Linked DNA regions of Sus scrofa: region 1 is linked to region 2. Evidence: chromatin contacts called from public Hi-C data. All regions are on one chromosome and are shown on one strand. The core of a region is the stretch at or near the end of the contact, and the rest is flanking DNA. Distances in the headings are between cores, read along the strand shown. Region 1 has its middle 78 kb from the start of KIAA1456. Region 2 overlaps DLC1 (rho GTPase-activating protein 7).

Region 1 (5,416 bases), core at 1,016-3,515, 280 kb after region 2:
CCTTTTAGTTCTCTTCTCCTTGAGCTTAATTACACTGAAAAAATTCAGTGAAAAAGTTGAAGGAGAATATTTTGACAGTTAAGATTTAGGCAAAAACCATAACTTTGATTTTCTTCACTTAATATCAATTTAGAAAGGTTTTAATTCAAGGATAGTTGATTTATAATGTTGTGTTAGTTTCAGGTGTACAGCAAAGTGATTCAATTACATATGTATATATTCTTTTTCAGATTCTTTTCCGTTATAGGTTATTACAAGCTATCGAATATAGCTAGCTACCTGTGCTATGCAGTAGGTCATTGTTATTTATTTTATATGTAATAGTATGTATCTGTTATTCCCAAATCCTACTTATCCCTCCCCCCACTGTCCTTTGGTAACCATAAGATTGTTTTCTATGTCTGTGAGTCTGTTTCTGTTTTGTAAATAAGTTCATTTGTCTCTCTTTTTTTTTAGATTTCATAAATAAAATAATATCATATTTACCTTTCTCTGTTTAACTTACTTCATTTAGTGTGATCATCTCTAGGTCCATCCATGTTGCTGCAAATGGCATTATTTCATTCTTTTTTATGGCTGAGTAGTATTCCATTGTATATATATACACCATAGCTTATTTATCCATTCCTCTGTCAGTGGACACTTAGGTTATTTCTGAGTCTTAGCTGTTGTAAATAATGCTGCTATGAACATTGGGGTGCATGTATCTTTTCTAATTAGAGTTTTTATTTTTTTCTGGATACATGCCTAGGAGTGGGGTTGCTGGATCATATGGTATCATATCTGGTTTTGGTTTTTAATATTGATTTTATGCAAGAACATGTTTTTGATCAGATCTTTGAGCATAGGTCTCTCCAGGCCTGTAACTGGCTATTGCTTCAGTCAGGGGGTAATGGAGCCAGTGATTTCATAGGGTTCTCAATGGCTATAAGGAGACACTCCAAGTAAGGGATTGAGCGGACTCAGTGAGACAGAAAGCAAGCTCCTTTGAAAGAAGCTGAGAGGTGAATCAGATGTTTGCAGAAACTGAAAAGCTGGAAGTATGGATTGAATATGGATCTGAAGCTAAGAATCTAAGATGAATAGGGATAAAGTGACCAGCTAGGATGTACCCTTCCTAGATTCACTTTGCAGAATGTGAATTTACTATAACGTGTATGGTTTTCAGAAGAAGGGACACAGAAAAAGTGGATACCTCTTCTTCTGTTTTGCTTTTTTCTCTCTCATTTCCTGCTAGCTTCCCTTGGCCACCACCCGCCCCCTCATGGCTTTCACCTACCCCCAACCTAACCCTGTCAATAGGCAGGCAAGGCTGATGACTCATGCATTATTTAGAGTGCATGCTGGTGGCACAGAACTGGGTTAGGCAGCTGTGAAAACCTACTGGCTCCCTTGTGACTCTGACTTGCCTTTTCCGTATTAAAATGTGCTGTTCCTCTGCTGCATGTTCCCCAGGGCGCCAAGTGAAAGCTCGCTGTGATTCACAGGATTTTGAAATGTGAAGACTGTCCCTGGATAGGAATGTAGGACCAACTTCTTAACATTTATGTGGTGGTCTATTTTCAGAAGACAGAATGTAGCTGAGACACAGGTCAGAGTTCAGCAAGGAAGATGGAGCAGTGATGATGAAATGCAGTGGTCAGGACACAAGGATGTGGACAAGGATGTGGAAGCCAGGAAACATAAGCTAAAGCCTCTTATGTATCTAAGTCTTAAGATGCTGGTGAGAGACCCTGAAGGCTGCTAAATGTGGTGTATAAACTTGGGCTTGAAACATCTGGGGGCCACCCCAAGAGGGGACCATGTGATAAGTGACATGATTAGGGAACGGGAAGCGGGGTGGTTACAGCAGAAGTTCTGTTGCCCCTGGAACAGAGATTAGAGAAAGACCTCCCCTCCCACTGCCTTTATCCACTGCCCCTCCCAGCCCCATCTGGGAGTAGCACAAAGAAGGCTGATTAACAGAGCAAAGCACATTTTCTAAGCTCCTCACCATAAAAGCCTCAGCACCAGTCCACAAGGGTTGCAGGGATAATCATGGTCAACCATCATCCCTGCCCTCTAGAGTCTTATGATTTCCTAGGAAGGGAGAATTGTCTATAATTTAATGGGTAGAAGGGCTCATGTGGGTGCCCTTGGATGAGCATTTCTAGAGCAGGGAAGTTTTTCACATTTCAAGTCACAGATACACCATCTGAATAAAGTGCAGTGTCCTGCAGAGAGACTGGGGCCTCTGCAGAGTGTCCCTTCTGAAAAACAGGAAGTGGCTAAAGACAAATGACCCGGGGAAGAGAAAATATACCTTTTGGGGGTTACAGTAACTCACGCTTATGGGAAAAGAATGAAACTTGTGAAACAAAATTGTGGCTCCTGGAGGAAGGAGCACTGAGTCAAAGGAGGTGGAACACGGGGGTGGGGGGCAGGTGGGGGAGAGGTGTGAAAAGCTGGGCTCAAGGCAGGAAGAGACCAATCCCAGGACTGAGAGAGGAGCTCCGATGAAGAAAACACCAGAAACTTCCTGAGAGACACAGCCCCCACTGCAGAGGACACATTCCTTCAGCATGAACCATCCTGCTGGGGTGAAGGGGAGGAGAAAGCCAGGCAAGAATTAATTCTAGAGACACTTTCTCAAGGGCGTGGCATAACTTTCCGCATGGCAAAGTGCTTTTCCCCAATGGACCCTCTAAGCCATTCTTTCAAGTTAGATGTGATTTCTTTGTTTTTTATTTTTATATGCTTATCCTTGCCCTAAATCCCTAATTTCGGTGCTGTTTTGGAGGGAAAACATTAGTGTATTCTAGAAGTGGCCCTGTAATACTCTGAAGCAGAAGCGACAGCCAGCTCTTGTGAGCGGGGTATTGCAACCAGGGTGATGTCAATGTCGTATCAGAAATAATTCCACTTTCCTCCTTGTCGCTTCTCCCACCAGCCTCCAGGCAGACCAGGTGGCATCTAGTACATCAGCAGCCCCACGTCGGCCCTCGGGGAGCAGAGTGGCTTCTTGTCCAGTTCCCAGCCTCTCCTCTTAGAAGGTCATTTCCCCTTTGCTTTTCCCCCTGCAGGACTGGGAGCTGCCACCCTCCCCAGAAGGAGTAAGGTAGCCCTTCTTTCAAGTACAAAGAACCATGGGTTCTCCCCTCCTTTTCCTCCCAGCTTTCCAGGCGATATTCCAGTTTTTCCCCAGCCAGGCTACTGGAAACCTCATCTTTCCCCACGTCTGCCCATGAATTACCAGTAGTCACACTGGGTGCACAAATGTGACCCTTCTCATTTGGAGGCCATCTCAGACTGTCCACCTGTCTCTCTCTGTCACATCAGTCTATTTTTTTTTTTTATGGTTATCACAGGACTTGGAAACTACCTTGTATATTTATTTGCAAGTTTATTGTATCTTCTTCTCCCTCTAAAACATTAGGATAATGGAGGCAAGGACTTTGCTTGTCTTATTGATGACGGGGTGTTTAGTGTTTAGAACAGTGTTTGGTGTGTAATAGGTACACAGTCATTTTAATTGTTGTTGAGGATAGAAGATAGAGTCAACTGTAAACCAGAGACTTTGGAGAAGTTAGATATCCCATTGAGCGCTGCCAGAGGGGAACTCAGAGCAGCCACAGGTCACGGGGGCTGAAGGGCCGAGGAAAGAGAAGCATCAAGGTGTGGGAGGGGGGCTAGAGCAGAGGTTCTCAAAGTGTGGTCCTCAGAGCCTGGGGGAGGGCATGTCTCTAAAACCCATTCAGGGAGTCTGTAAGGTCAAAACTATTTTCATGAGCTCATCAAGATGTGACTTTTTCCCTGTGGAGACATTTCCACTGATGGTGCAGGAGCAAGAGAGGATGTGGCATGAACCAAGGCAGAGGCACCATTGTCACCACACACTCACAGCAAAACAGATTCCAGTTTCACTTAAGAATATCCTTGATTGGAGTTCCTATCATGGCTCAGTGGTTAACGAATCTGACTAGGGACCATGAAGTTTCAGGTTCGATTCTTGGCCTTGCTCAGTGGGTTAAGGATCCAGCGTTGCTGTGAGCTCTGGTGTAGGTCGCAGATGTGGCTCGGATCCTGCATTGCTGTGGCTCTGGCGTAGGCCGGTGGCTACAGCTCTGATTCGCCCCCTAGCCTGGGAACCTCCCTATGCCATGGGAGCAGCCCTAGAAAAGGCAAAAAGACAAAAAAAAAAAAAAAAAAAAAAAAAAAAGAATATCCTTGATAAATCAGTAAAAGCTGCTCATTCTATGAAATCTCAACCTAGAGTACATGTCTATTTCATATTCTCTGTAATGAAATGGGAAATACAAATAGAGCATTTCTGCTGAATAACGAAATATGTTAGTTTTCTGGAGGAAAAACATTTGACAATTGAATCGTGAGCTAACTGGCTTTTGTGTGTGTGTGTCATGGGACACAATTTTACTTTAGAGAATGAAAGAAAGACAAACTATTGTTATTTAGAGCTGGGCATTTGTTAAAAATGACTAAAGCAACCTTGTCAAATAAAACTACTGACACGACCAGCTGCCAGTGATAAAATTTTAACTTTCAAAAAATAAGAATTATGGAAAACTTGAGTTCAGCATGGGAGGCTTAATAGTTCCTTAGAAAGACTTTTCTGATGAGATTGGTGGTGCTATATTAATAATGGAATTTTTTGATGTTGCAATAAAATATGTCAGTGTTGGGGCTGATCTGTATAACTCAGTGAATCAGTATTTTTCAAATGTTACAGAATCATTCATGGGAAAATGAACTGTTTAAAGAGTAGAATAGATCAATGGATTTCATATAAGAGAGTTTTAAAAAGTTCCTTGACAAAGGTTTCGTATTCCACACTGAAAATGAACTTTAAACAAATGAGTACTTACTGAGTTTGATTGCAGTATCAAAGAATGTATACAATTATCTTTAAAAAAAAAGAACTATTAAATACTCCTTCTATACATTTGGTCTGGTTTTGCTTCATAAAATTCAACTTAAACAAGATATTACAACAGATGCAATGTAGAAGCAGAGTAGCTATGAGAATCAAGCTGTTTTCTCTGAAACTAGATATTTAAAGAGATTTTTAAATGATGTTACTCTTCTCACTAACTTTTTTTTTTGTTTTGGAAAGTCATTATTTGTCATAATTTATGTTGATATGTAACACATTATTATTATTACCTTCAAACAGATATTTTTAAAATTTCTCAATATTAATGTCTAATATGGTAGATACTGATAACCCATGTTAAAAAAAAAAAAGGTGCTTAGGATCCTCTTTTAAGAGTATAAGTGAGGAAAAAAACAAAGCAAAAGAAGTGTGAGTGGATTCAGAGACCAAAATGTTTGGAGAACCTTTGGCCTAGATTAGGCTTAAACTCAGCAGTGGCTCCAAAGAAAATGAAGCATTTCCGCTCACTTTTCTCTTTAATTGAGG
Region 2 (5,526 bases), core at 98-2,597:
ACAACATATGTTTATTTCTATAAAATCACTCTCCCAATTGAAAACCTTCCCAAGCTCTTGTCCTAATAATATCATATCATCCTCCTTTGCAAATGCAACTCAAAAAATCTCTCAAAACTCAATTCTGTCCTGTCTTCTTTGCACTGGTGTTGGCAGGTAGGCCAAGCACCAAATTCATCCTCAAATAGTTGAATTCAGATGAAGGAATACACAGAAGATAAAAATAAACCATAGAATGTTTCACTTCCACAAAGGATGTTAATTAGATTGTGGAGATTCTGATTTTAGGATTTCAAAGGGTACAGGAAAGTCCATGTGCTCCATGTGCTGAACTGTATAAAGAAAACAATCTCTTCTCAAAAATAAACAGGCACTGTTTTGGGTTTTTTGCACTATAATAAACAACATTGTACAAAGAAATAATTCATGGGACACTCTTTGGTAGGTAGAAGTTGCTTTTCCCATTCCTTCCATCCTGTATCATGCCCCTAATGAGGACTGAGCTATGGGGACTAACCTGTAAGCAGCTGCCAAGAACAGGAGATGAATGTATTACAGGATCTTTAAGGACAGCATAAGATCAATGCCAACAATTCTCTGAGTCGTGCGTTTCAGGAGGTCAAGGTCTGGACAGACTGAGTAAGGAACATTCCACATCCTGAATCATAAACACTGTAAGTTGCCCTTTTTCATGTAAAAGCCTGATCAGATGTCACCTTGCCAGAGACAGGACTGAAGATATGTACAGATGCGAAGGGGAAAGAGGCACCACAGGCAGGACCAGTGCTCGGGACTAAAGTTGAAACACAGCATTTTAAAGAGTGAGGGCAAGAGTTCCCATTGTGGCTCAATGAGTTAAGGATCCAACTTGTATCCAAGGGGATGCAGGTCTGATCTCTGGCCTACCTCAGTGGTGGGGGATCCAGTGTTACCATGAGCTGTGGTGCAGGTCACAGATATGGCTCCGATCCGGCATTGCTGTGGCTGTGGCTGTGGCCGGCAGCTGCAGCTCTGATTAGACCCCTGGCCTGGGAATTTCCATATGCCACAGTGCAGCCGTTAAAAAAGCAAAAGAAAAGAAAGAGTGAGGGCTTTTAAGCAGACATTGAGAAAACAAGGCAGAAGCTCAGAATCAAAAGGAAAACACATTGAATTCTATCCCACCACATCCTGGTTTTCAGCAGTATAAAAGTACAGCAACAGAGCCTCAAGGGAAACAGAGAGAGGAAAGGGAAAGAGGCAAAGGTCATGGCTGGGAGAGTGAACAGCAGCAGGAATGGGGGTTGGAGAGAAAGTATTCCCAGTGCCTACAAGAAAGGAAGGAAGGAAGTGATGCAGGGCAGCAAAGAATGCAAGAGAGCCCCAAGGTTTCCACAGAGAGCTGGCTGTGTAGAAAGGGCTGCTTGAATGGAGAAGGACTGAGGCAAAAGCTTCTGAAACGAACAGCAGGCAGATGACCTCTGATCAAATGCAAGTTGGAGACACCAGTCTGGAAGGAAAAAGGCCCATGTATCTGATCTTCTCCATGTCCAAGAATGGGTGAAGAGCTTTGATTCTATCTTGAGAGAGCACTTGAATGAACAGAAATAGAGATAAGATGTAGTCATGGACCGAAATTCACATCCCCTAGAGTTGAGCAGATTTCTAAGATTTTTTTATGCCTTTTCTTCCTGTCCTAGCTCTGAACGTAGGAGGAATAACACTAAAGTCTAAGTCACGGCATCCAGATTCTGTTTCCCAACTTTGCAGTTAATCCTTTGGGGGATTCTGTCAGGACCTCAGTTTATTCATCTTCAATATGAGCGTGCTGGAACCCCATTCATGGTGTTCACACTCATACCTCCCAACAGCCCACAGGGAACTTTGCAGAGCCTACAGCCTTCACGAGGCCAAGGCCACATCTATCTTGATCACTATCACCTGATCACACTTGACATAGTACCAGCAGTTTATAGCAGATGCTCAGTGAATGTGCAGTAAGTGAATTTAAGTAGACAACAATCCACGAAGCAGCTCAAAGCAGAGCTGTCCAGCTCCAGCGGTGCAGCACCTACTTCTTCAGCTGCCCTCTGCACCCAGGGTCATGGTGGACATACCAAACTGTAGGAAACCCCGTGTGCCCACTGCTGGACAGGACCGAGAGGCATCTCCTTACAAATCATGACTCTGTAGTCTCTATGCAGCCCATGTTGAATTGAAATGTAGAAATTAATCTGGTTTGGCCCAAATTCACCTGACCGGAGGATCACTTTTCCCATTTCACCCTCCACTTCAAAGTTTTGGTCTTTAAACCTTCTTGCTGGTACAATTCCTCCTCCCTTCACAGAAGATGAAAGCATTTTTCCAGACAGGCCTGCTGTGAGTGACTTCATGGAAATGAATATCTTGTGTCCCTAATGTGCCTCTCACATGAGGAACTCCTTGTATTTATTTATTTTTAAGAATAGGGCTGGGAGGTTGACGTTTCCATTAGCAGTTGAGTGATTTTTTTTTTTTTTTGAAATATAAAAACCCTCCTCCTCAGTGAGACATGCCTCACATTCCCGTCTCCCCACTTCAGGCAGTTATGTGCTACTAAATATGCAGTGGAAATGACACATGTCTGGAAACCCAGAAGCAACACCGTCTCGAGGCTGCTTGCTCAGTGGTGTACAATGAAAGTGTTGTAGGAGGTTAATTGAGGAAGGCAGACTCCTGGATTCTCAAAAGTGAAATCTGTGGCACCTTTTGCATTTGGATGTGATGTGCTCCAAGGCACCTTGTGTTTGCAGGCTGATTCCACAGGATAAAGGCACAGATTCACTGACCTTCCAGAGAATCCCGGAAATATCAGTGTCTTAAGGGGAGCTGAGACCACTAAGTTCTCCTACAACGAAGGAGAACAGACCACAAAAAAGGATGGATCTGCTCCTCCCACATAACCTTGGGTATCAGCAAGCCACATAGGGCACTGGACTGATTGGATTCTACACCCAGTGTGCTTCTAATTCTAAAGGACAGAGGTAATCAGTTTAACTCAAAGTAATTTTTCTCAATTTATGTCAACAAATGTATTTCTACAGGGTTCTCTCTTGACCTACTGTGAAAGCTAGTAATAGGATAGAGGTTGAGAAATGGAAATTAAAAATGGAATTGGATGGCTAAGCATTATACTAATGGAATGCAGATTGGATTAAATGTAAATTAATTATCAGAACAGGAGGACATTTGTCCCAATTGAAGAAAGTGTTGAAAGTCTTTGGGCACCAGCTTATCATCCCATCTCAAGCATACTAAGTTTAATCCTTGGCAAAATATGAGGTTAATTAAATAGGAGGGGGAAACTTTTCAATTGCCTTTTAAGAGACTCAAAAGAGATTCTTTGACAACAATTAGTTCTTACTGTTTTGATGGTTTATAGGCCAATGAATTAGAAATATGAGACACATGTTCTTAAAATATGTATTTTTTATTTAATTAGGGGAAAGATGTTTAGTTTCGATTGATATTTGAAAGGTTTAGAAAGAAGTCTTTAGTATGCGATAAATTTAAAAATCACGTAACCCTATTCCACAAAGGGAATCTACATAAGCCTAGAGACTTCTGTGCCAGTACTTAGGGCCACCAAACACAAGGGGAGCTAGGAATGGCATTACCCAGAGACCTGGAAACGGGAAAACAATGTTCGCCTTGTGAGGAGGGAAGCAAGCTGGGGGGAACAAATCTGAAGATAAAGCTGGTGGGCTGGCGTCCCACACAAAGTTCAAGGAGTCATCTGAAAATCTAATCAGAAACCACTTTATTAGTGTTTTCTGGCTTCCCCTGAGCTCTTCTTTTCTCTGAAGCTGGAGTCTAGCCCTATATTATCCAAGTTCTGAAAGGAGAGATCTCAGGGGAAAGGGAGGATATAAAAGCAAGTTTGTGAGCAAAATACACACATGCACACACACGCACACATAAACACACACACACACACACACACACACACACACACACGCTTCTCCCTGCTAACACTCAATTCATAATTAACAAACTGTAGGAATTTCTTTCAAATTTCAGAGAACTTAGAGCACAGAAAGAGTTAAGTGAGCACGTACCTTTGTACCTAGTTTCCTTTAGCCAAGTCAAGCAAATACCACAAACGCACACAGCTTTGTTCTTTATAGTTCAAGTTGTCGTTTTGGTGCCAGACATAAAGAGATCCAAGTGAAATCCAATTTTGCAATCACCAAACACTAGAAATATTCCAGCCTGCTTGACGAGGTTAGAGTTTGTTGGTCCTGCAGTACTATTGGAAACTAAAGTTGTAGGATTCTTTTGCAAAGGAGTAGGCTTGTTTTTCGGTTTGTTTTGGTTTTTTGCCTTTGATGTTATATGGAGAACCCATGAAAATAATGTAACTGGTGAGCTTAGGTTCTACAGTAATTACAGTGAACTCAGGTAATAAAGTAATCTTCGATAATTTATTCTTTGCCTCTCCCATGCCTTTTGTGGAATAGAAAGAAAAATGACTTGGAATAAGAACTAGGTTCAATTTCTGGTTCTGTCACCAGTTTCGTGACCTCAAACTAATTTCTTATCTGAGCTTCAATGCTGTTAATCCATAAAATAGCGATAGTTGTACATGGTTCTCATGGTTACCGTGAAGTTTAATCGAAAGAGTTAATGTAAAAGTTTAACATTCATTTGTTCAGTGACATCTATTAAATCCCCACAATGTGCATGCTGTGGGACTGCAGTGCAGAACCAGACAAAAAGCAAAGACTCTGCCCTTAGGGAGCACATATTCAAGTAAGAGGTAGACAACAAACTACAAAGAAATCCAAAGTCCAATACTTGCAGGTTAGTTCCACAGGCTGTCATTCGTAGATCTTTACAGAATTAGGATTTTGCAATGACTTATGAGATTATATGATGCATGTTTATATCTCCCTCTAAAGTGTAGGCTCCTGGAGGTAAAGGAGCAATTATCATGCACAGAGTAGGTAACTATGCATAATTCCAGAATAAATGAATGACTACATTGCGATAAGGAAAAGAATGGAAAAAAGTAGAGATAAAAGGGAGTTAATCTTTTGGTAGGATAACCTAGAAAGGCCTCTCTAGGATGCTGTAATACTTGCCATCCATGTGGATGAAGAGAGTCAGAAGAGAAGAATTCTAGGTAGGAAATATCCAGGGCAAAGGCACTGAGACGGGAAAGCATGTGGAATGCTAAGGGAAGGGGCCAACACACGAGGTCACAGTGGGCCCGAAGACTATGGTAAATTTGAGTTTTATTCTAAACATAATGTAAGTTCCCTTTCCCTCTTTTACACCTCTCTTTGTTTATAGTAACAAGATTAACATACACTTAAAAATTAGGCAACAATGCTAGAGGACAGCTAATTAATCACAATTAGGAGGAATGGATGTCCCTGGTCCAAAGTGGAGGAGTGGTGAGCTCATGCCACCAGGAAAGGTGAGCCTGCACAAGTTTCTCTCTCAACTTCAGGTTCATCTTTTTTTTTTGTCTTTGTGCCATTTCTCCGGCCACTCCAGCGGCAT

What was found. A called contact is a pair of places that touch in the nucleus more often than the background predicts.
Region 1: a Hi-C map of retroperitoneal adipose tissue shows a contact between it and region 2, with 2.3 times the contacts expected there. The contact joins two enhancer-like sites. A contact is called at or near these places in 15 of 47 Hi-C or Micro-C datasets (alveolar macrophages, embryonic fibroblasts, epiblast stem cells and 9 more) and 1 of 2 datasets of contacts at active chromatin or transcription factors (skeletal muscle).

The regions. Positions count from the first base shown.
Region 1 is chr17:1,135,455-1,140,870 of Sscrofa11.1, reverse strand. No RefSeq gene overlaps it. Among named protein-coding and RNA genes, the nearest start is that of KIAA1456, 78 kb to the right of the region's middle. Within about 2 kb of position 2,265, at least 23 of the 83 cell types and tissues checked have an H3K27ac peak or open chromatin away from gene starts, as enhancers often do. A contact at or near this core is called in retroperitoneal adipose tissue, where this site is marked.
Region 2 is chr17:1,418,837-1,424,362 of Sscrofa11.1, reverse strand. All of the region lies in intron 4 of DLC1 (rho GTPase-activating protein 7), which reads left to right. Among named protein-coding and RNA genes, the nearest start is that of C17H8orf48, 190 kb to the left of the region's middle. Within about 2 kb of position 1,347, at least 10 of the 83 cell types and tissues checked have an H3K27ac peak or open chromatin away from gene starts, as enhancers often do. A contact at or near this core is called in retroperitoneal adipose tissue, where this site is marked.